Linked DNA regions of Mus musculus: region 2 is linked to region 1. A link is a contact called in public targeted proximity ligation data. All regions are on one chromosome and are shown on one strand. The core of a region is the stretch at or near the end of the contact, and the rest is flanking DNA. Distances in the headings are between cores, read along the strand shown.

Region 1 (5,837 bases), core at 1,505-4,004:
CTTGGCCCTCGAGCCTTCTTTCATCTCTAAGAGTAGCATGATGGTGTCTCTGGCTTGCCCTTTCCTTCCTTACACTTTACAAAATTGACTTATTTATTGGTGAGTGTTTAGGTCAGCGGAAAGCCTGTGGGAATGGTTCTCTCCTCCCACCATGTGCGTTCTGCGGCTCGTCAGACTTGGGGATAGCGAGTTTAGTTCATAGAGCGCTTATGGAGCAAGCGTGAAGCCCTGGGTTCTGTCCTGAGCACTGAATGGAACAGCCTGTGATGGTGCCTGTCCGGAATCCCAGCACTCAGAAGGGAAGCCGAACCCTTTCACCGGACCCCTCCCCCCTTTCCTCTTTTGACACAGGGTCTCATTATGCTGTATCCTGTCTGGCCTGGAACTCACTGTAGACCAGGCTGGTCTCAAACTTGAAATAGCTGCCGTGCCTCTGCCTTTCTGGTCACAGGCTCACTGCCAGGCGGCTTCAGATGCATCTTTCATTCTTTTGTTTTTATTTTTAAGGGCCCTTGTAATTAAGTCTGGCCTATTCAGGACATTTTTTTTTTTTTCCCGAGACAGGGTTTCTCTGTGTAGCCCTGGCTGTCCTGGAACTCACTCTGTAGACCAGGCTAACCTCAAACTCAGAAATTTGCCTGCCTCTGCCTCCCAAGTGCTGGGATTAAAGGCGTGCACCACCACTGCCCAGCCAGGACAATCTTTCTTCCTTTTCTTTCTTTTTTTTAAAAATTTATTATTATAAATAATTACACTGTAGTTGTCTTCAGACACACCAGAAGAGGGCGTCAGATCTCATTACAGATGGTTGTGAGACACCATGTGGTTGCTGGGATTTGAACTCAGAACCTCTGGAAGAGCAGGCAGTGCTCTTAACCACTGAGCTATCTCTCCAGCCCTTCCTTTTCTTTCTTTAAAAAAAAAAAATTACACTGAAGACAGAATCAGATTAATCCCTGTGAGTTCAAGGCCAGGCAGGGCTACATAGTGAGTTCCAGATTAGCCAAGGCTATGTAGAGAGACCTGCCCCCCCCAAAAAAAAGACTCTTAGCCTTCTTTCTTTCTTTCTTTCTTTCTTTCTTTTTTTTTTGGGGGGGGGGTTGTGTGTGTGGTGGAGCATGTGGAGATCAGAAAAGAACATTTAAAAGTTCGTTCCCCCTTCTTCCACCATGTAGGCCCTAGAAATCAAACTGAGGTTTTGAGGCTTGGTCACGAGCACCCTTACACAGAGTCTTCGCTCATAACGGTCTTCTTTTATTTTAGGGCTTGAATTTGCTACACAGCTGAGGAGAAACATTTTGAGCTCCTGATCCCCCTGCCTCCACCTTCTGAGTGCTGATGCCCCATCACATGCTGTTCAATCCAGTGCCCAGGGCTTCTCGGGGCTCTGTAAGCGCTCCACGAACTAGAGTACATGCCTAACCTGGGATAATCTCTCTGTTAAAGTCGGCTGAGCAGGCATGCGGCTCACATCTACAGACCCAGCTCTTTGGGAGGGCAAGGAAGGCGAGCTGCTTGAACCCAGGAGTTCAATCAATTATAATTTCTGGTAATTCCCTTTTCCCACATAACAAAATGGTCCCAGACGTTAAAACGTGGAGCTCTTGATCTAGTGGTGCATGCGTGTGAGTGTAAGATTATGTGAATGTGTGTGTGTGTGTGTGTGTGTGTGTGTGTATGTATGTGTGTGTGAGTGTGTGTATGTGTGTGACTTGGGATTAAACAGAAGGACTGACATACAGGGAATCTCACCGAGCTCCTCCGAGCTGTCCTCCTGGCCCAGAATATGGTCATCTTTAGGGAAGCATGACCCAGTCCTTCCCATTCTCCCCTCCCTTTTGGCTTGCCTGACATACTCCCCAGCCCCAGCATCCCTCCCTCCTATCCACACACCGCTTTCCACATCTGCTATCTGGAAGGCAAGCATCCCGATTTCCTCCTCCTATCACTGTCCTCTTCTTTGCCTCACTCCTCTTAGCACTCATCCACCCGGAAGGGGATCAGCCTGTGCCTGGAACCTCGAATTTCTTGAATCCTGACTCCTCAGCTTCCCTAACCACGAACAGACACTCAGAGAATTTACTCACAAAACGGCGCAATGAGAAGTTTCCCTCGGTTTGTCTCATCAGCTTTAGGACCTGTCCTTCAATAACTGTTTCTGATCCTGTTCTAAACCATCCACCTCAGAAACCACTTAGCAGGTCAGCAAACTCGTGCAAGTTCAGGCTGTGTCTGTCTCTGTTTTTCTCTGTGCTTTCCGACCCTGAATCTTTCTCGCATCCTTCATCACTCTCCTAGCCTAGGGTAAACTCTTCAAAACTCCCCTAGGTTTGTAAAACGCCTGCAAAGCCCAATTCATTCTTGAAGAGTCAGTGCGGGCGCCTCCCGGGTCCTCGTCCTTCCGTCAAGGAAACCCATCCAAGGATGGTCAGAGATTTCTCAAGAATTCTTTCTTCCGGCCTTTGTTGGCCCAGTGCTTCTAGCCTAAAGTTTTTATTCCAACACGAACAGCTGGCGTCCTCGTGTGTATCCACCCTTGTTACCCTTCGGTGATAGCCCTCAGCCGCCCGGAGGCTAAGCCTCTAGAATCTTGGAATCCAGCTCTTAGCCTTTACAGAAAGAAGAACCTGGGCGGTGCCGCGGTGGGCGGGGATGTGTGGGTGGGGGTTCGAGAGGAGCGGTCCGGGATTGGCTTCTGGCTCTGGGGGCGTGGCTTAGGCCCAAGGTCTGCACTGTAAGTTCCCAGGCCCTCCCTGGTCCTCTATCCTAGCCGCACAGCTCTGCAGCTTTGCCCGCGCTCCTCAAGGTGAGTTGGGACTGGGGTTTTACAGGCCTCCCGCAGCTCCCTGGAGAGTGCTAGCCAGGCGGTGTTCTGTTTTGGCTCAGATCAGGTCCATTATCTGGGGTCTGGATCCCCGCCCCCTACCCATGACCTCCCGCAGCGCTCAAGGCGCTGTGCTGTCAGTCTTGCAGCTCCGGGTTGTACTTCTATGCTGGCCAGAGACCTGGGACTAGGGAACATCCTCTCTTCGGCCCGTGTCCCTGCCTGGGCTGGAGGCCGTATTTTTAGCGGATGGTGAGGTGTCCTCCTATCTTTAGCTTTAGTGTTACTGAAATGGATCTGGGCCGCGCTGGGTAGCGCTTGACTGGGGATCTGGAGGGGTCGGCACAGGAACACAAGCCAGGGCTGAGCAGCCGGACTCCGGGGAGGGCGGGGGCCTGCACGTCCGAAGTCTGGCTGTGAGCCAAGCAGACATTGAGACTTCGCCCAGGCCAAGAAGCTCAGGCAAGGCAAGGCCCCTCCCAGATATCGGAGTCCCAGACAAGGTCCCCGATAATTGCAATTCTACCCTCACGGTGGTCCGATTGTGCAACCCAGAGAAAAAGGGCCTATGGGCGATCCACCTCGGGCACTGGAGCACGCAGTTCCTCGGTGGGCGTCTCCCTGGAGCGGGTATGCTCGGTGGGACCCTAGAACCCCGGGTTATAGCAGGGACGCGCGCGCCACCTAGCGACATTGTACTACAGAGAGATCGCTGCAGAAGCACCAGATTCTGAGCCAGCCCTGCCAGGGCTGGCAGGAGGGGACCTAGAAGGGTTTGGTTTTTGTTCTTGATGCAACCTCTACCTGGAAGAGCCGAAGTGCTTGAGAAAAGCCCTGAAGATATGTGCTGAATGTCCTTTGACGGTTACTGTGGATCCGTCTATTGTGCAGAGGCCTCTTGTTTCAAGTATAGCAGTGGGTCAGCTTATTTTAAAGACAGGGAAGGTGAGTTCAGTCCCAGAGAGAAAAGGTTCATTGCTCAAGGTCACAGAGGCCCAGGTGGAACTAGATTTCAAACCCTTCCCCTTGGGCTGCTGGCAAGACGGCTCAGCGGAAGTCTTTTGCTGAGCAAGCTTGGAGGTGAGCTCCTTTCCCGAAACACTCAGAGATGGACTCCACAAAGTATTCTGACTTCCACACACATTCCGCACACTACGTACACACTCGCGAACGCACTCACACACACACACACTCACATTAAAATACACTCAACAGTAACAATAAATAAAACTTTCTAGTTTTTTCTTTTTTTATTTTTAGAGGCAGTTTTTTTGTTTTTTGTTTTTTTAGTTTTTAGAAGTAAACAGATCTCTAAGTTCAGTTGGCCTGGTCTACGGAGTGAGTTCCAGGACCACCATAAACCTTCTCAGTGAGCCTTTAGAAAAGGGGCAGACCTAGAGCTGGGCCTGGTGGCACACTTTCTTGTTTTTTTTGGGGGGGGGGAGGGAGGGGTTGAGATTTGAATGTTTGACAGGGTCTCACTGTCCTGAACTCACTATGCAAACCAAGATGGACTCAATCTCCCAGAGATCTGCCTGCCTCTGCCTCCCAAAAGCACTTATCACCTGCCTGGCCAGCCCGTACGCTTTTAATCCCAGCACTTGGGAAGGGGAAGAAGGCAGATCTCTGTGAATTTGAGGCCAGCCTGGTCTACACAGTGAGACCCTGTATTTAAAAAAAAAGTGGTGTGCAGCGGGGAGTCCATTAATTTTGAAGTGTCTGTGTAGGGAGGGGAATTTTCATGAACATCCAGAGTGAACAGGGGCTAACTATTCTCCATGACCAGAGGTGATCTGCCTCTAGAAAGTCATTTTCTCTGAGGGAGGCCCAAGATTGCTGACCAGGGCAAGCCATAGAACTGGGATGGCTTTCATCTGTGCCTCCCATTAGCGGAGGAAGCTCCTCCTGGCAGCCTGGTCCTAGTCAGAGCTCTTTATAGAGCTGCACACTTGCAAGCTGGGGAAGTGGGAGCCAAGAGATAAGACTATATAGGGGAAGCCTGAAGACGTGATAGCTTCTCTCATGCTCCCCACCCCTATCACCGTGGGTATGGCCCCTTGCCTCGGAGACACGTGGACCAGCCTCGGTACCAGTGCCTTCTCTTGCTAGTCCGATGACCTTTGTAAAGTTCCTTAATATGTCTGAGGTTCCAGTTCCACTCCATCAGCTAACTGAGACACTAGTGGCACCCGCCACAACGTGCCTTATAAACATGTAAGGAATTCCATGGCAGGCTGGAGCCCCTCGTCCTGTGGTGGCCGGATCTTCTATTTAGAGTTGCTGGTTGTTGTTCCCAGTTTTCTCCTGGGTGGTTGATATGGGCCCCACCCTTCCCGTTAGCCTCTGTGCTCCTCACATCTGGATTTGGGTGGGAACATCTGGCTCAGAATGAGACAGCTGTCAGGGACGCCCAGTTTGCTGTGGAAACATCCAAGCTGTCTTGGTGATCTAGTGTGATGGAGTGAGGGTAGGGAAGGACCTGGCCCAGGCTCTCAGCAAATCTCCCGTCATCACAACTCTCCCCCAGTGGAAAGGAAGTCACCCAGTGCTCCACAGCAGCTGAGAGAGCAGATTAGATATTGTCAGCAGGCCTTGCATTTGGTGTGGTGGTTACACGATTCTAAGACTTTGAGTGTGTCTTCATCAGACAGCTTCCCTAGACTTCGGTAGAACACACCTTTCCCGTTGGCTGCAGGTGCTCTGGGGTTAGAGCTGTCCAGCTTCCATGGCTCAGCATGACTGACCTGGGATGTCTGGCCTTGGGGCGGGGTTTCCTGAGCGAGGTCCTGTGCTGGGATGGGGACAGTTAGGACTCTGGCCTGCCCTGCACCCTGCCGCCTCCTCCCTGCTCTTCCTGGCCATCCCTAGCCTGGGCAGAGGAAATGGTGGATACCTCTTCTGCTCGGGTGTGGAGGAGGAGGAGGGGCTCCTCTGGCTTCACTCCTGGCCCCGCCCCTAGCTGCTACGTGAGCTTGGACCAGTTTCTTTGCCTTTTGTACAGGATTCTGCGTGC
Region 2 (5,837 bases), core at 1,316-3,815, 300 kb before region 1:
CTCCTACAAGCTGGAAAAACAACAGTGAGTACCGGGTGGGGGGCCCTGCCGCTGAGGACGGACAGAGTGGGGGGCTAGCTGCTGACGAGGGACAGAGAAGAGGGGATCAGGCACTCAGGCTGCAGGGAGAATGGAGAGGACCCATCCGGGTGTGCTCCGCCCATCCTGTGTCTGTCCTGTGTGAGTGCGCTGCCCATGGCACACCAGCCACTCTTTTCAGCACCCATGCCCACTGGCTGCCAGCTCCCCTGTACCGATCGATGCCTCAGTCAGGACAGCTCAGGACCCAGTTCTTCCTCTCCTTTCTCTCCTCACATCTTTTCTAAGCTGAGGGTTCCCATGGAGTCCTAATCACTTTACAGTGGGGTGACAGTGAAGGAGGTTAGACAGCTGGCAGCCAGAAGAGGAAGAGCTGCCTCACCCTCTCTCCCCAGGGAGCAGCAGAAGGCCCAGGAGCGGCAGGAGCTATGGCGAGGCTTGGAGGAACTGCGGCTACGCCGGCTACAGGGGACCCAAGGGGCCAAGGAAGCCCCCGTCCCACGGCCTACGCCCCAGGTGGCTGCCAGTGGGGGTCAGAGCTAGATACACCTAGAACAGGAGATGCTAAACCCAGAGCTATCAGCCCCTCCATCCCTCTGCCCAGGGGCCCAGTGAGGCCCACGCCTCCCCGTGGCCTTGCCGGAGTGGCTCTAGGACTCCCTACCAGCCCCGTGGGAACAGCTTTCACGGAGGGGGAAACAAGAAGGCAAGATGGTAGTCTTGGCAGCAGAACTCTCAGGCCTTTGTGGCAAGATTCTGGCAAGACTAGACCAGGGCAAGTATGCAACTGGGAAGCTGCCATCAGGGATCCTCCCCTGCCCTACACAGCCAGGCTCCAGGCGGCAGCTAGGCCTCTACCCCTGCTCCCAGCCTGGGGCATGGACACTCAGCGCCTGGCCAGGGCCTTCCTCATCCCCACCATGGGGGCACAGTCTATTTATTCTGCCCAGCTCACCCCCAACAAGACCTTGTCCAGGGACATTCTCCTATCCTCTCCCTGGCCCTGACTCCCTTATCCCCTTTTTATTTATTGGGCAGGGGGAGGGGTGAGGGCACAGGCAAGAAGATTCACATTGTCCTGGGGTGAGGGGGGAGGTCACAGTAATCATGGTCTGCCCCCTTCACCTGGCTGGGGGCAGATTTAATAAAGAGCGAAACTCAAGCATTGCTTGCTTTATTGAGGACAGGAGCGAAGGAGAATGTAGCAAGGAGACTGCTGAGAGGGCCAACCTCATCTTCACAGACGATAAAGAGGGTCAGAGCCCCGAGTTTGAGATACCCATGACATGTCAGTGGCAGGACCGGAGCCTGAGCCCTTCGGGGACTAGTAGCGGGAGAAACGGCACATATCACACTGGCAGGCCCTTGCAGTAAAGATCTCAAGCTCCCCACGCTGGTTCCCCACGCACTGCAGCCACACCCTCACCTGTTGGAGGAGGACCCAAGTTTGTTCCCATTCCACCCCACCCTCACGCCCCCATCAGGTTCGAACCCCTGGGTCCTCACCCTCACACCTGGTCAGGTTCGGGCCCCTGGGGGTCCCCACCCTTATGGCCCGGTCAGGTTCGGGCCCCTGGGGGACCCCACCCTTACACCCCGGTCAGGTTCGGGCCCCTGGGTCCCCACCCTCATACCTGGTCAGGTTCGGGCTCCTGGGTCCCCACCCTCACACCAGGTCAGGTTCGGACCCCTGGGTCCCCACCCTCACGCTCCATCAGGCTCAGGCCCCTGGGTCCCCACCCTCACGCTCCATCAGGCTCAGGCCCCTTACCTTTCTGAGGCTGCTGATGGTGCAGCACTGGGAGGAAGAGGTGATGTTGTGCCGATAGCCACTGGCCACCAGCACAGAGTACCGGGAAGGGAAAGCACTAGACTCACAGTGTCCTACACAGGCCTGTGCCACGTGGGAGCCCTGGCAAGTGCCGAGGCGATCACTGCGCACCGTCACATTGAAGGCTGGAAGCAGAGAAGGGAGCAGCCGGTGAAGGCCGTGCTGGCCGGGTTACCCGTCCATCCGCTCCCCAAGCAGAGTTACTCACGGTGCAAGTGGCAGCCTGGGATGGCTGTCTCTGGGCTATGCCCTTCAGTGACTGCCAGGCCCAGCAGGCAAAGGAGCAAGACTCGTGGTGCCATGGGCATCTGCAAAGGACTGGGTGGGAAGGGAAGTCTTTGAAGTTGTGCCTCTCCACCAGCAAGCCAGGCTTCTGGGTCTCCTTATTGGTGAGGTGTGCTGGGTAGTGGTCTTTATCATCTCTGCCTTTGGTAGGAATGTGTGTGTGTGGGGGGGGTTGCTTCCCTGCCTCAGCTACTCTGGAAGGGTGTGAATAGCCACTTATATGTCATCCTATGCATTCTCCCCTGGAATGTCCTCACCATCTGCGGTACATATCAATTTCCCCATCTATGTGCCACTTTGGCTACAAGGCCCTGGCCCACCACCCCACCCTCCCTGGCTCCACCCCTCCCTTCCTGGCCCCACCTCCTCAGCCTCAGCAGCTTACCAGTCCAACAGCAACTGAAGACTCCTGGTGCCTCCTGCTGGTCTCCAAACTGGAGCTGGCTCTCCAGGCTTTTATTTGCTGGTGTTTTAGAGCCCCGCCCTCCCAGATATCAGATTTCAGGCCCCTCCTAGCCTGAAGCCTCCGCACAGTCCCACCTGGAGATCAGGGTCTGTGGTTTCTTCAGAATGCAGTCTCCACTGACATTTCCCTTTCTCTTTAGGCTGTCTAGTGCTGAATACTAGAGGGAGTGAGGCAGGCCCAGGAGTGGCCCAGTGTGACCTGTGGGCAGCTGGATTTTCTTCATCCTCTGTGAGCCTAGGCAGGACTCTTGCCTGATCAGCCATTCTCTGTTGAAAAACTACTATGTCTTTTAGTGATTACAAAGGAATGGGGCTGAAAATCAACTTTTTTTTGTTTTGTTTTTGAGACAGGGTTTCTCTGTGTAGCCATGGCTGTCCTGGAACTCACTCTGTAGACCAGGCTGGCCTGCTCTACAGAAATCCGCCTGCCTCTGCCTCCCAAGTGCTGGGATTAAAAGCGTGCGCCACCACCACCCGGCTTTCAACTTTTTTTCTTAAAAGACCATCTCATACATCTCAGGGGCAACCTTGAGCTTGGTCTTCCTTCCTCCTCCTCCTAAGCCCTGGAGTCACAGGCAGGAGCCACCATATTCATGCAGTTCATGCTGTGCTGGGGTCGAGCCCAGGGCCTTATGAATGCTAAGGAGGGACTCCACCAGGGGAGTTACATCCCCAGTCCAAGAACAAGATTGTTTTGTTCAAGGGCACCTAAGCTGTGCTTGCTGGCAGACTAGGGGTAGGGCCATTTCGGTCTCCCAGAGTCCTGGGAGTGCTTCCTTATCATGTGGCTGGTTGCAGAGTAGAATTCTGAGCTAGAAAGTCTCCCTAGTCCCTGGAATAGCAGGGACCAGTCTACATTAAAAGCAGAGCTGGACTCCAACCTCTGGCTCTGTTGAGTCTAACTCTGCTTACAGAGGAAAGGCGCCCTACTAAAAGCCTCATTCACATATCATACTATGGATCCATGGTGCTAAGTTACACCTAGGACAAGAATGTGACAGGTTGAGGGCTGTGGGTGTGGTTCTGTGGCAGAGCGCTTGCCTGGAAGCTTAGGGTTCTGAGTTCCATGTATTTTTGGCACCATAAAACAAGCAAGCAAGCAATAACAAAGCCCTTAGTCAACATTAGCTGGAGGTTGAGTGAAGAAGCACCCAGACCAAGGTCTGTGGTGATTATAGGCAGCCCCGCTTAGACTACTCACCTGCTTAGAAGAGTGGGACAACCCACAGCTGCCAGAGCTCGAGGGCTCCTCAGAGCTTTCCAAATCCTACCTCTCACTTTCCAGATAATCAGAAGGGGTAGCAGAGGTTCTTATGTTAGCTGGTCCCAGTCAGCACAGGCACGCAGATCTCCAGGCTCCGGAGCTGTGTCCGTCAGCAGCAGTAGTCAGTGAAGTTATGCTCAGTCGGGATTATAGTACAAATGTAGTAAACAGGGTTTGGGAGAAACTGATATGCCCATGTCGCTCACCCCCACCCCTACACCCTTGCTCGCCTTTAGTGTCCCCTGTTCAGGCTCCAGATCCTGGGTTGTCTGGCTCTCCAGAGCACCCTCCTTCTTCCTTTTCCCTATCAAAGGTAGAGACAGCCAAGCAAAGGGACTCAGAGGAACCCAGCACTTTAGACCCAGGCTTCCCAGTAGGAACTCTGTGGCATGCGACAGAGAAATGGCTGTATAAAGACCAGGGGTAGTCCATTCTAATATTGAACCTTATTAAAAGTTAAAAAGCTAGAACGAGTTTTCCTAAATTTCCACCCATTATTCTTTTGGTTCTCTGAGGTCATGTAAGTCCAGGATGGGTCTCTAGATGGCCCTTGGGTGAAGAAAGGGCTTGGGTACCTTGGTCTTTTCCAGGGCCCTAACCAGCACTGGCTGCCCTTACACTAGCCCTTATTCCCTGATCCCTGATAAAGGACTCTAAGAGCTGCGGGCAGGTATACAGCTCATGTGGTTCACCAAGCAACAACACGAGACTGGAGGTGGGGGAGGCCCACGAACTCTTCTCTGTTCTCTCTTATGCTCTAGCTCGCCAAGCTCCATCAATGACCCGCCATGAGCAGTCATTGGCATTAGAGTCCCAAGTATTAGAGACAAAAGGCTTAAACCTCAGGGCAGTAGAATTCTTTATAGCGTTTTATTTACTTATTTATTTTGAAGTTTTTAATAAAAGTACATTTTATTCTGTGTGGGGCACATGCCATGGTGCACATACATGGAGGCTGAACTCAGGCTGTCAGGTCTGGCTGCAGATGCTTTATCAAGCCGCCTTTCTGGCCCTTCTTAGTATTGTTTTGTCTTGCTCTTCCGATTACGAGGGTGCAGGGCGTGCGGGGCGTAAGTTTCTGCAGAGGCCAGAAAGCGCCAGGCCATCCTGATAGAGCTGGAGTTGCAGGTTGCTTGCCATGGGTACTGAGAACCAAACTCAGGCCCTCTGCACTATCAGTGTGCACTCAACTACCATCTCTCTAGCCTCGTTCTTACTGGTTTGGATAGGAAACACCAAAGGCAAACAAGAGGATAAACTCATGTGAGGACCCGGCCTGGTGCCCTTGTCCCCGTGACCGGGGTCAGGAGAAAAGGATGGCACGTGGGAGTGCACCGGGAGCAGAGGCACAGACTGAAGCCAGCCTGGGCTGTATACAATAACACTTGTCTCAAAATAAATGCAAGACAAAAGAAAACAAAAGCAAGAGAGGTGTGGTAGCTCCGGGGAGTTACTGCAGGAGGACATCTCTTCTATGCTGACCCCTGCCCCACGCGTGCTGTGGTCCTGGAAGGCTCACTGACCGCTCTTCTTGAAGAAGTACCGGAACGGGAAGAGAGCACTGCAGGATGCAAGCAGAGGGGCCTGAGAGTGAGGCGGTCGCTCCCTTCCCCCTGGTTCCCATTAATGCTTCGTTAGCCAGGGCATTTTGCTCTGGGGAACCACTGAATGGAAACCCAAGTCCAAAACAGCATTTGAGAAGGCACCTAAATTAGATTATCCCCGGAAGAGGGAAATAAAGGAGAAAGAATTGCAACAGGATGGCTGAGCTTAGGTAGACAAAGATTTGCTCAGTGCCCTTTGCAGAAAGGATTCTGAACACACACCGAGGTTTGGACGGGAGAGTGAACGCATTCTGGACCCCAAATCATCTGAATGACCCAGGAAAGACAGACGGCTCTGTTCAACCAACATTTGTGAAACAGGCCTTATGTGGGCATCTCAGGGTGGAAA

Evidence for each region.
Region 2: a targeted proximity ligation map of pancreatic cancer cells shows a contact between it and region 1. A contact is called at or near these places in 8 of 39 promoter capture datasets (the C10 cell line, the HPC-7 cell line, the SN4741 cell line and 5 more), 4 of 484 Hi-C or Micro-C datasets (the AML12 cell line, liver and regulatory T cells), 11 of 130 datasets of targeted methods (the SCID.adh cell line, astrocytes, embryonic stem cells and 5 more) and 4 of 9 other capture datasets (adipose tissue, embryonic stem cells, liver and 1 more).

The regions. Positions count from the first base shown.
Region 1 is chr19:5,921,733-5,927,569 of GRCm38.p6, reverse strand. It overlaps Cdc42ep2 (CDC42 effector protein (Rho GTPase binding) 2), which reads left to right and starts at 2,754. Exons shown (of 2, transcript NM_026772.2): 1 at 2,754-2,806.
Region 2 is chr19:6,223,129-6,228,965 of GRCm38.p6, reverse strand. Gpha2 (glycoprotein hormone alpha 2) reads right to left here and starts at 2,565. Exons shown (of 4, transcript NM_130453.3): 1 at 2,541-2,565; 2 at 2,079-2,188; 3 at 1,811-1,995; 4 at 1,198-1,465. The coding sequence starts at 2,178. The coding sequence ends at 1,364. Majin (membrane anchored junction protein) reads right to left here. Exons shown (of 11, transcript NM_001165919.2): 11 at 4,736-5,445. The coding sequence ends at 5,400. It overlaps Ppp2r5b (protein phosphatase 2, regulatory subunit B', beta), which reads left to right. Exons shown (of 14, transcript NM_198168.3): 13 at 1-24; 14 at 435-1,199. The coding sequence ends at 582.